Linked DNA regions of Rattus norvegicus: region 2 is linked to region 1. Evidence: chromatin contacts called from public Hi-C data. All regions are on one chromosome and are shown on one strand. The core of a region is the stretch at or near the end of the contact, and the rest is flanking DNA. Distances in the headings are between cores, read along the strand shown.

Evidence for each region. Hi-C and Micro-C count contacts between places; a contact is called where the count stands out from the background.
Region 2: a Hi-C map of Schwann cells shows a contact between it and region 1, with 4 times the contacts expected there. The contact joins two enhancer-like sites. A contact is called at or near these places in 3 of 12 Hi-C or Micro-C datasets (Schwann cells, kidney and mammary epithelial cells).

Annotation. Positions count from the first base shown.
Region 1 is chr2:37,144,073-37,150,076 of GRCr8, reverse strand. It overlaps a transcript of Cenpk not described here. Among named protein-coding and RNA genes, the nearest start is that of Adamts6, 8.2 kb to the left of the region's middle. Within about 2 kb of position 2,341, at least 84 of the 93 cell types and tissues checked have an H3K27ac peak or open chromatin away from gene starts, as enhancers often do. A contact at or near this core is called in Schwann cells, where this site is marked.
Region 2 is chr2:37,484,628-37,490,631 of GRCr8, reverse strand. It overlaps the pseudogene Rps29-ps14. Among named protein-coding and RNA genes, the nearest start is that of Cwc27, 220 kb to the left of the region's middle. Within about 2 kb of position 2,896, at least 3 of the 93 cell types and tissues checked have an H3K27ac peak or open chromatin away from gene starts, as enhancers often do. A contact at or near this core is called in Schwann cells, where this site is marked.

The DNA of each region.
Region 1 (6,004 bases), core at 1,092-3,591:
ACCACTAGTAGCTACCTTAGGTTGCTAAGGAAGTGAAAAGGAAGTAGTAAGGACAGACAAGAATAGGCATGAATTTTGCAGGTTTTTAGACCAAACATAAAAATAATTTACTATATTTCAGTCTTAATGATTGGAAGATTTCCTCTGAGGAATCACAAAACAGATTAATACATCTATACAGAATAATCTGGTGCCATTTATGATAAATGAATGATTTGTTTTAATGTAGCACACTTCAAAAAACAATCACTAATACTCACAACTAAGCACCAAATTAATATAAACAAGACTGAACTACCACTTTGGTGAAAATAATTATCTTCAAAATTAATTTTCTAAGTTGCCTTCAAGTGCACCAGTTTTACATTGCTTTTCTTTTCCTATCATGAATTTTAAGACTGTAAATTCACCACTAAACATTTCAGTCTAATCAATATAAACTTAAGAAAAGAAATGAAAAAAAGAGAAAATATAGTTCAAAAACTCTGAACATGAGAGTAAATTGAAAATTATATTCGGTGTAGTTTTTAAAGTTCCAAGCAATGGTTTGGTTTCCCTTTCTCCCCCCTTCTCTGCACACCCTCACACCACCCCCCTTCCCATTCCACTTCATCCAGACAGAGGGTAACAGTCTGAGCTGCCCTGGTTGAGTTGATCCTAAAGTTAACATTCAGCAGCCCATTTCCAGACAGCAGCGCTAAATCTATTTGGATAAAACGCGTGTGACCCAGACAGTTGGCATTTGGCCCAAACGCGTTGCACCAGCAGCTCAAATAAAAACAAGAGTAAGAAACTTACTCTCTTGTTCCCTCTCAGTGTGCTTTCTTACTCTGGCTTGCTCTCTTTGCCCCTAATACAAGTGGACAACTTATCAAAAACAGAAATTATAGCACATATTTTAAGAAAGATTTTCCAATACTTCTTCACTCTTGTTCTCTCTCCCAAATCACTGAATTTCAGTCTTATATACTATATATACAGACATACTCTGATAAACAAGGCTCCAGAGGGTTATGAGTCTAGCATGGCCCAAGTGGGCAAAAGTAAATCAAAACCACACGCTTTCATCTCTTTGATTAGCCTATTAAGAGCTTAACATATCCTAGAGCATCGGTGCTACAGCCAGCACAATACTGCTACCCTGAGAGCACAGGCATGAAATATGCACTTGTCTGAATACTAAAGACGCTGACATGAAACGGATTTTCAGAAGGCAATTGCATAAATCTGGAAATCGATTAAAAAACACACATCATCATTACCTTCTCCACCACTATCTGGTGACTAGTTAAAAGTCCACGATGATCATAATCAAGTCCACTTCACACAACATGTAAATTCATACAATAAGCGCGTATTTTCACATTATAAAATACCTGTAAGCCCCGGAATTCTACGTCCACGAGTAGTCTAGAGTTTAAAAGATTTCTATCTGTAATGTGAGTTTAGTCAAACTCACTTCTTGCCATAAAGCACGCACGCGCGCGTGCGCGCGCGCGCACAGCCACAGACACACACACACACACACACACACACACACACACAGAGGGGGAGGGAGGGGAAGAGAGAGGGAAGGGAGAGAGATCTAAGCGTTATTCAGAAGATAAGCAAAGCACAAGTTGTTGGGGTTTTTTTTTAAGGTTTCATTGAATATTGTGAAGTCTTCCTTACCGTTTTCATCTTCAAATTCTGATAAAAAGTAAGTTTCAAACAATAGAGATTTCACTGGACGGCTCACGTACTCCCTTTTCTCTTTTCTTTTTGCCCCCCGCCCCCTTGCAAAGCCACACCAGCCAGTTATTCTGCAGCCAGAATAAAACCCTATAGTCTCGCTAACTGGAGCTTTAGAGAAAGGACTTTCTGATTTGGCAGTTAAAAAAAAAAAAAAAGAAAGAAAGAAAAAAAGAAAGAAGGAAAAAGAAAAGAAAAAAATCCTTTCAATTCATCCAAGGCTATCAACCTGAGACGTGCTTTGCAACCCCCAACTCCCTCCCTCCCCCGCCCACCCACCCCCCCAAAAAAAGGAAAGGAAAAAAAAGAAAAAAGAGGGGAAAGGCTTATTGGGGGTGGAAGTGGTGCCCTCTCTTCCTGGACAGCTTAGTGCCTTTGCTATGCAAATAACATGTGCAGAGCATCAAAAGGTATCAGGAGAGAGAAGACAAGAGGAGCAGGAAGGGCAGGAAAAGTTTTGTTGAAGTAGCCCTCGAGCTCACTGCCGGCCCCAAGCCAACTTCAATTGCAGCAGAAGAAAATTTTGGCAGCTTTCCTCAGAGGCAGAACAAACTGACGTCAGTCTGCAGATGTGCCTGGGCTGCGTCGGGTGCGCATGTGTCCTGGGTCGTCACGTGGAGGGGGAGGGGAGGTAGAGGTACAATCGGGGTATCCAACTACCAGCCATTCAGAAGGGCTTAGACAATGTCAACTTTTCCACCCTGTGAATGAGAGAAACTCTGGCCCTCTAACCTCTCTCCCCTAACCCACCCCGCCTATTTCCTCCTCCTCTAACCTCTTGCGGAGTCTTGTCTGGTTTGTTATTACAGTTTCTTGGAAAAAGGAAAGGCACGGCGGGTGTTGGGGGGGGGGGTGCAGACGGGGATAGACTAATGTCACTGTTAGAATTTTTGGTATCATTCTCTGACTTTTGTTTGTTTTATTTTAATCTCTACAATAAATATTTAAAAGTTATTCATAAAATTTGTCATGTAAGGAGTCAGATCAGTAGAGCGAAATTTCAAGACTTAAAACGTGTACAAAACGACTGTGTGTTGAATGCATACTTCAACAAGTGAAAATACCACCACAAGAGTAAAAACTAAACGAAACTGAGACCTGCACATTTTCCATGTGATTATCGACTTCAGGTTATGTGAAACTATAAAAGGAAAAGGGGGTGGGGAGTGGTGCATTATTTCCAGATGAGAGCTAGATGGTGTTTTAAACTGCAACAGGGAAAGCCACAAAGTGAGGGCTTTTTTTTTTTCCTTGCTTGTTTGTTTGTAGTACACTGAATGAGAAACTTCAATGAGTGCTCAAAAGAAAATAAAGCCTAAATCAGCCCCCAAAAAAGGTTGGGGTGGGGGGACCGCGACGACACGGGAGTCCTGCTGAGATCTCAAGATAAACAAACAAAATGTCAGAACCGGTTCTTCTAGCTTTCCAATCCCACCTCCCCCTCCACATCAGCTGCCAGTTCAACCCTTAAAGATAAAATACGACCACGACCGGGCACTTTCACTTTCATTTACCAGGAGAAATCCCCTGGCATTTAACTGTAGAAAAAAAAATATTCCCACCGCTTTCCAAGTCCTAAGCAAGCAAACAATGTCTGGCGCAAGGATCGGAAACAGGAAGAAAATCGAAAATAGCTCAGGACAAATATTGCCTTTCAGCTGTGTAATCTGCTGCATCATTTATCCGTCTGTACCGTGGAGTGTAGGGTTGGGAGTTGGTTAAGGGTTGCCAAGGTTGGGGGAGGGGAAAATTGAGCCTTGAAATTCCAGTCTTTAATTAACACCCAGCCAATTTCCTATGGTCAGAACCAGAAAATGAAATTGGACCTGAGGGATGTAAATAAGGAGAAAGGCACGTTCTAAATACCAGTTCTTAAATTTCTAGCTTCTGTTAACGTTGTTGTTCTTTGATTTTTTTTTCCTTCCTATGCCAGAAGTGGTAGGTGTGATTGTTCTGGAAAACCTTGAATGGCTTAAGCAGGCATAGGTGAGAACCTAGAAGAATACATTTACTTCAATGATTTTTCAAGGGTTGGAAGGCCGTACATTTGCCCAGGGGCTAGCTCTCATTTTGACCTTAATCTTCGCTATCTGGCTCAGTGCATAGTAAAAGTGGAAATGTGTCCTGTGGATGGTACTGACAGTTCTAAATAAAGATGATTCATTGAGTTTCTCTCTCTCTCTCTCTCTCTCTCTCTCTCTCTCTCTCTCTCTCTCTCTCTCTCTCTCACTCTCCTCTCTCCTCTCTCTGCAAAATAGAGATTGCTAGACCTCATAGTAATACTAGTAAACACCAAAAAAATAAAGGTGGCACAGAGCTAGCTGTCTTTGCATAAAATCATCCTTTAAATATATGAGATTCAACTTTCCTTAATGTTACAAACACTGGTTTAAGACAAATATCGCCAGCACAGAAAAGTAAAATCAAGGCATCACTACCAATCACCTAGATAATATTGAGAAAAGCTTTTCCTCTCCGTTAAGTTCATTGGCCCTAGGAAGTAGCTGCATTGTAAAGTAGGTTTTTCAGTGAGAAGTAGACTTTGGCTAATTACTTATTCAAAGAGTGCCATCCTGCGTCTAAACAGAGTAATGAAAATTTTCTAATTTTCCTTGCCTCCTCCAAATGCTGGAACTAAGACTATAATGAGCAAGCAGCAGTGGAGAGTTATTAGTTTAAGAAATGGAGTGTCCATTTAACTTTATATATGTCTTGGACATTTTAACCTTATTACAATGACCCCCAACATAGCCATCACATGGTTTTAACAAGTACCGAATGAAGTAGAACCTATCTTATTTTCCCTATGTTCTCATTATTCATCCAACTTCAGTGATTATTTTAAAACCAAGTGCAGACATGTCATTGCCTTAACTAAGTACTCCTATAGTTCTAAAGTATAAGGACTACATTTTAAACACCAGTACACTACTGTTCCTCTTAAAGCAATGATAAATTCTTTGAGTAACCAAGTAGCAATACTCAAATTTCTCCTCACAAAGTCATCATCTTTTTAATTGAATTAAAGGCAAACATACTGTGCTAATGTCTCCACACACAAACCTGTGTGTTCTGAGACAGTCTTCCTTAGGTTACCAAACCCAGATTCCCCTTGAACTCATGGCAATCCTCCTGCAATAGCCTCAGAAGTGCTAGGATGACAAACATGGACAAAAATACCAAACTCGGGTGCTCTGTCCCTGATATCTACACTTCCAGTAAACGTTGATTTCTGTTTTATGAGACAAAGTCTCCCAATGACTAGAGCAGTCTAAGTACTGTGTGCTGCCATCAAACTTGTAACTTTCCTCCCTCAGTCTCTCAATGGCTGGTATTATAGGTGTGTACCTGTACACTAGGCTTTAGTAGTAAACCTTCAGTTAAATTAGAACAGTAGTTATACAGAGAAAAGATAAGTCCTTGCTGTGTGTTCTACCTAAAAGCATTTTATGATATAAATGTCTCCATTTTATTATTTATATTTTTAAGTAATAAATGATACATATCTATGGCATGTAAATTGACACCCATATACATAGTAGAATGGCTAAAACAAACTACTTAGGGTTAGAGTGTGGTTCAGTGATTGAATGTTTGCCTAATATATAAGGCTCTAGATTTGATCCTCAGGACAGCAAAAATAACAAATTTTAAAAGACAAATCAAGATATTTATCATATGAATTAATGTTTCTTTATTGGTAAAACACTACAAATTATTCACTTAGTAATTTTCAAGTATATAATACATTATTATTATTATAACCAAGTCTCTTGAACTTATTTATTCTACCTGAAATTTTGTATATTTTGGCCACATTTCCTTCAACCACCATCCCCTGAAATCTCTTTAATCTATAGGTCCTTCCTCATTATTTCCTTCCTATATTAATGTCTTGCCATCTTTTTAAAAAGCTTTATTTTTAATCATGTGTCTGCATATGGGTATATATACTTGAGTGAAAGTCCTCAAAGAGGCCAACGTTGGAAGACCCTGGGTCTGCAGATACAGGTGGATACAGGCAGATACAGAGCTGCTCAGCATGAGTGCTGGGAACCAAACACAGGTTCTTTGCAAGAGAAGGCTGTGCCCTTCACTACTGAGCCTACTCACTAGCCCCTTGCGATCACAGTATTATACTCAACACTTCTGCTAGCATGGACATAGTTTAGAGCAATTACCACATGGTGTTTTAATTGAAGTGTGTGACGGCTGGTGATGCAGCTCAGTGGTAGAACACTAAACCAGCAGGTACGAAAACGAAGCACTGGAT
Region 2 (6,004 bases), core at 1,647-4,146, 340 kb before region 1:
AGTGAAGAGGGTGCATTTTAACGAGATTTGCTTTCATGTAATGTGCAGCGTGATTGGAGAAATATAAAGCATAATTATGTGCAGTAAGATTATGATAAACTGCACAGGGCCTATTTGATAGCAGATTGGTGTTTGAAAAGCCTGTCTATAAGCAGGCGTTAAAGGCTGAGCACAAGCATTTACTGGTGTGATTCAAAGGTCTGATTTCGAAAAGTTTGGAAATCACAAGCCTTGGCTTAGACATTTCACAAAATTCTTTCTTAAATGTTCAAATCTTACTTGATAAGAATCAAGCTTGTCTTTAGACACAGACATGGATTTCAGTGTATTAGCGTTAGCCCCGTGATGGTGCTACAGTTGAAATCTTTAAATGTCCCCCCAAGGCCCATCTGTTTATAGCTCGGTTCCTAGCCTCCAGCACTAAGGAAGGTGGTAGACGTTTAGGACATCAACCTTGTGGAAGGAAGCTGTGTCATGGGAAGTATGCTCTTGAAGGAGATGCTATCTCTCTTTTCCTTTCCCACAGTCTTTGAGGTCAGCAGCCTCCGTGCTCCCACAGTGGTCTGATTTGCTCCACAACAATGCAACCAGGTAACCACGGGCCAAAACTGCTGAAACCCTGTGCCAAAGTAAGCCTTCCCTCTGCCATGGATTCATCTCAGGTATTTGTCATAGTGAGGGGAAGCTAGCACACAGGGAGGGTGCTCTGGTTACTTAAGAACATCCTGAGCATTTACGGAATTCGTGGTTTTTCACGTGTGCAGTCTCTAGCATTTTCAGCTCCAGGCCCATCGGCCCACACAACCAGTCGGGTGCCCTTTAGAAACACACTGAGATTTTTCTCCAAATACTTGCTTGTTGAACAGAGAAAAAAAAAAAAAAAAAGCAAACCAAACCAAATTGTTTTCATAGTTTGAAATACAACTCCATGCAACGCCCCAGGTTCAAGCCCCAGAACCAAAAAATAAAAGTAAAAATAAAACAACAAAAATAGCAGAAGGAAACACCTTTCAGAGAGACTAAGCTCCGTTCACGTTTTTTGCACTATCTCTCCCCTACCCAAACCCACTCAACCCTGAAGTGGATATTTAAGGGTCCTTTGGAGAGTCAGTTGTGTTGGGTGGTGCTTTGCTAGGGCAAACACGAGAAGGAGAGTTTTTCTAAAGTGGACACAGGTGAAAGACTGAGCACACTCATGAAGGAATGTTTCACAGAAGCAGACATAGAATGTTCTGCTAAAGCAAACACATGAAAGAACATGTGACGAAGGGTTCTTGGTTAACAACACGCATGTATTGGTCTACCATGCACTGTATAGTTGAGCTCCATTGGTCAGGACTCTGAGGACTCGAGCTGAGGCAAGGCACGTGGAGGACCCGTGATGTTTGGAGGGTACATATAGGACTTGACGGCATGATGGAGACAGCTAGGCTTGCTGGTCCAGATAGCTAGCTGTGCAGCACTTGTGGGTCTAGCATCTTTTCTGATCTTCACTTCCCTGAGAGAGGCACGGCTAAGAACTTCCCCTGGCGTTCGTGTTGGTCCCTCCTGTTGACTTGAGCTGAGGCTGAGTCCCGGCTGTCTCTGCTAGGTCACGTCACTGCTGTGGCTAGCCTGACTACTGAACTGGTGGACACACTGCTGGTGTATCCGTGAAGTGTTTGCTGGTGGATCAAGCTGCCGCCACCAACCTGTGAACTGAAGTGGGGATCTCTAGACAGCACAGACAGGAGTTGCTCCAAAGAACCTTTCTAAACAGGTTCACTCCCCTGCACCCCATCTTCCACCCTGTATCCTTTCTTTCACACTACCTCTGGTGGGTGGTGGGCTACAAGGAAGACTAAAGCGTTTAAGAAACACCCTTAAAAAATAGGATTTGAAAAGAATTAAAGTTACACCACCCCCTACAAACACCCTAGAAGAAGGCAGAATGTAAGAGTAGAAATGTGTTCATGTATTGCAGTCACCCTGGGGAGATGAAGGGATCAGGGATCCTATTGTCACTAATTCTCCACACTCAGAAAGGACAAGTCTGGGTAGGGGTCCAGGGCCTGTTGTGTTGTTGATTTTGTTGTCGTTGCTTATTAAGCTCCCCCAACTAATTGTGAGGCTTGGTTTTGTTTTTCACTTCCTGAGAGATCAGTCCTGGACAGAGAGAGAGACTCAAACTGCAAACCTTGGTTTAATGTCTTTGCTCACCTAAGAGTCATGTCGCCCTAAAGCTTCCTTTGAGAAATGAGCTCCAAGGCCAATTTACCCTATCCTTTGATGGTAGGATTGTCACAGATGCTGCCTGAAGTCTGATGCAATCAGCCTGAGAACCCAGGATGATAGGAGGACCTTTGTCTTGTTCTCAATTCCCAGCACTACTACAGGCTGGGTGGTGGTGGGGGGAGGGGAATCAATGATCTTGATAAGTCTCTCCCAGTATTCCAAGGCTGAACAAGTCACTTATTTATCAAATAGAACGCCAGTTGGTTTCTCTAGAACAATGAGCGATTCAGGTGTTTCATATCTGCTTCCTGTAACCCTTCTAGTATAGAAAGGAGATTTAGCGGATAGCAAGTTAACTTTTTCAAAAAGCTACACCAAGGTTAGAGTGTTTGTTCTCTTAGATGCCCACAAGAAAATGTTCTGGATTGTCCTTTTTTTTTTTCCTTGATAGTTTGGTTTCATTTGCCCTGGTATCAACGTATTTTCCCGGACCTCTTTTTCCCCAAGGATGTAGGAGTAGACATTGGGAGACTTTTGTTTAAAAGCCAGTCAGAGTAGCACAGTGGACAGTCGGACGTGCGCTTAGCTCACTTTGTCGCTTTTTAAGTACACTGGACATCACGTCCACAAGCATCGCTGTCGGTCTGAGAGGTGGTTAATTCTCCAGACTCTTTCAAGTCTCTTCTAGCAACCACAGCAAATAGTGTCATGCCCCTGTGGGAGGGTTGGGAGGGCAACAGAGGGCTGTGAAGGAAAAACCCTTGGGAATGTTCACAACACAAAGGTCTTTTGTCCTGAACCAAATCGAAATTGAGAGATTCATTTCCATTGATCCTCTTATCGTCTGTGTAAATACATTAATGCTCACCACCTCGATCTGAACCACAGAACTGATACGGGTGCTTAATTGATTCTGCTGCCTTAGTATAACTGATCTCATAGAAAGGCTTTTGAGTACTGAATGGTTTTTTTTTCTAGAGGGAAACTGCCAGCTCATACAATGACTTTGTAAAAGCTGAGAGGGGAAGGCACCATTCCCAAGGCACTTCCCACGCGTCAGAAATTGTAAGAATGAACTTCGGGAAAATCCTTCCCTGCATCTGCAATGTAAGAGTGCCTGCCCTGCCATTTTCTTGTTTCTCTGTTACATTCCAGTTCCCTCTGGAGCCAGATCTTTGTCCCTACAACAACATGGCCCTGGAGCAATTGTTAAGCAGATTGACCCTGCTTGGCCTGGTCTGTCTCTATGTCCCTTAAAGAGACTCCGTGTTGGTTGTTGATTGATCGACACATACATGCATAGATAGATGAATAACATGTCCTGAGAATTCAGACTAGACAGGAAATCCAGAACAGGATCCCCACCACTGCCTCTGGCACCTGACTTTCTAAAGAGCTCTGGGAAGATAATTCCTTACCAAGCTTGCCAACCAATGACCACCCAACAAAATGAGGAACAAAAAACATTCTTCCCAGCCCTGAGGAATATGAGTAGTAAGTACTCTTCTACGGGCTGGTAATAGTCTTCGGTCTCCACAAGCCACTGGCTGCTGCGTCACCGTCTCCTTGGAAACACACCTGGGGAAGCCCTCTCTTTATGCTCAGCGCAGGCTGCACATTCAGTGTCTTCTCTCCAGAGCGAATGCCCTCCGTGCTAACAAGGGCGAGAACTACTCACGAGTTAAGTACATAACATGGAAACTCCTAGAATATCCCAGTGAACATCTCCCAGTTTGTTCATTAACAACAAGAGTTTTCTGTTTCTCAAGAATTACACCAAGAGCCATCTGAAGATGGGGCAGCCATTTAAAAGTCTGTACCAGGCAAAGAAGTCTTCTGGCTTCTGGGAAGTGTCCTCTTTGTATTTTCCTTGCTGTTGGTAGTTAAGAGCTTAGCCCATAAACAGAGGAAACGGTATTTTGTTCTGTTTTCCTTTCTATTAGTGAAGTTTTCTCCAATCACCTGCCATACTAAGGATAAAGTACTACATCGACAAATTCTAAAACCCAAGTTCTCCCTCTTCTGGGCCAACACAACAGACACAAGTTTTGGCATTTCCATCGTCCTTTAACATTACTACAGAACAAGAAAATGGCTTTGGTGGCCACAGATCCAACATGTATACAGTTAAACCTTAAGAAAACTGCTTCCAAGGCAGGACTCAGATGCTCCAGAAATTGTTGGAATGGATCAACAACAACAACAACAACAACAAAAATAAAAATAAAAAATAACATTTCAAATCCTAGTCGCTTTGCCAGCAGGACCTCCTTGAGATGAACTCCACGGGAAAGGGTTCCATCTTCCAGAGTGGATATTCACTTGTTTGCTTTTCCAGCCAGGAGTCTAGGAGAAGCCAGCAGGCAATTCAGTCATTTGGTAATGTCCTTCCCTCTGCCAAGGTGGATTAATGCTGGGAGATCTTACAACTGGTGAGTAATAGGTTAGTGTTTACAGATCCTCCGAGATCCCCGAGGTGTGATTATTTTCATCTGTAGGCTTCTGTCATCCCCCAAAGGGTGCTTTGTCATTTCCTCTACTCTCCCTTCACTGGCCTCTCCAGACTGCGCTACAAGGACAAGGCCGGGGAGTCATCACCGGTCTCCTCAAACCCAACTGGTAAACACTTCCCAGACCCTGCTGAAGTGAGAGGTTGTCCCACACTTAACACTGGCTTCCTTTCTACGGGGTTAGGGATAGTTATTTATTAAGATGTGATTTTAATAGCCGTGTTCTCACCCCAGCACTGTTTTATTATGCCCCTACGTCACCCTCAGAGTGGCCTTAGAATGTCATAGGCCTGTGAAGATCCCAGTCCGTGAACAACCCCGCATATGGAAGATGTGGTTTTAGAACTGAATGCTCCTTTCATTTTAAGCTGTTCTTGTGGTTCACTCCCCCGCAGCTGCTGTCACTGCCGCCACCACACTTCTGAAACTCATGTTCTGCTCCTTTCTGGATCCCTAAAAGCCTCTGACATCAAAGAAGGCCACATCCTAGAGTTTGAGTTCTGCACACACAATAAAACTAGTTAAATAAACTCTAAAGCTAAAAACAAGTAACAGACACTATGCTTGTCTAGTGTGCTTGAGGCCCCTGACTCAAACACCAGCCCCGCAAAAATATAAATGAATAAAATCCAAAAAGGAAATAAAAATAAAATTAAAAGCTCAAGTTGTGTTGGTGCCACCAAGTGGCTTGGATTCCTCAATGACCTACCTCAACCCCGAGTTCCCTCCTTGATAAGAACATATTTCTATTCCAAAGGATCAAGGGCATGGAGAGGCTAACTCTGCCCCAGTGTGAGAGGATGCTCAGTAAGAGCCGACCACTTCAGAAATGGTTCTCTGTAGCGTTTCCTTTTCCAGTCAGCCTGGTTTAGAACTCTTAGCTAAAACTGGGTTCTCTACGAGGGAGGGGGCTCTCCAGCCCCTTGCCATTGGCTGAGCTTCAAATCAAGAGTTGTGCAGCGTCTCCTGGTTCTAATCCCTTGCTGCCTTCATTCGTGAACCTGAACGCAAAGTCTTTCCTGAGCCCTCACTACCTCTTTTCCTTCTGGTCATTCAGGAGATCAGGGACTTAGGATGTCTTTGAAGGTCCCTTGAACTCTTGAGTCAAATCTTAAGGTCACCCATAACAGCCAAGCCAGAAGTTTGGACAACTGGGCCAAGTGTTTCTCAGAACCTGGGAAGTCCTTATCACCAAGTACATCCCCACAGAGGCACTGTGTTATTGCCTAAGCCAAATGTTGGGCCTGATATTAGGTAGTGGAGGCCATAAGCCAGAGGTC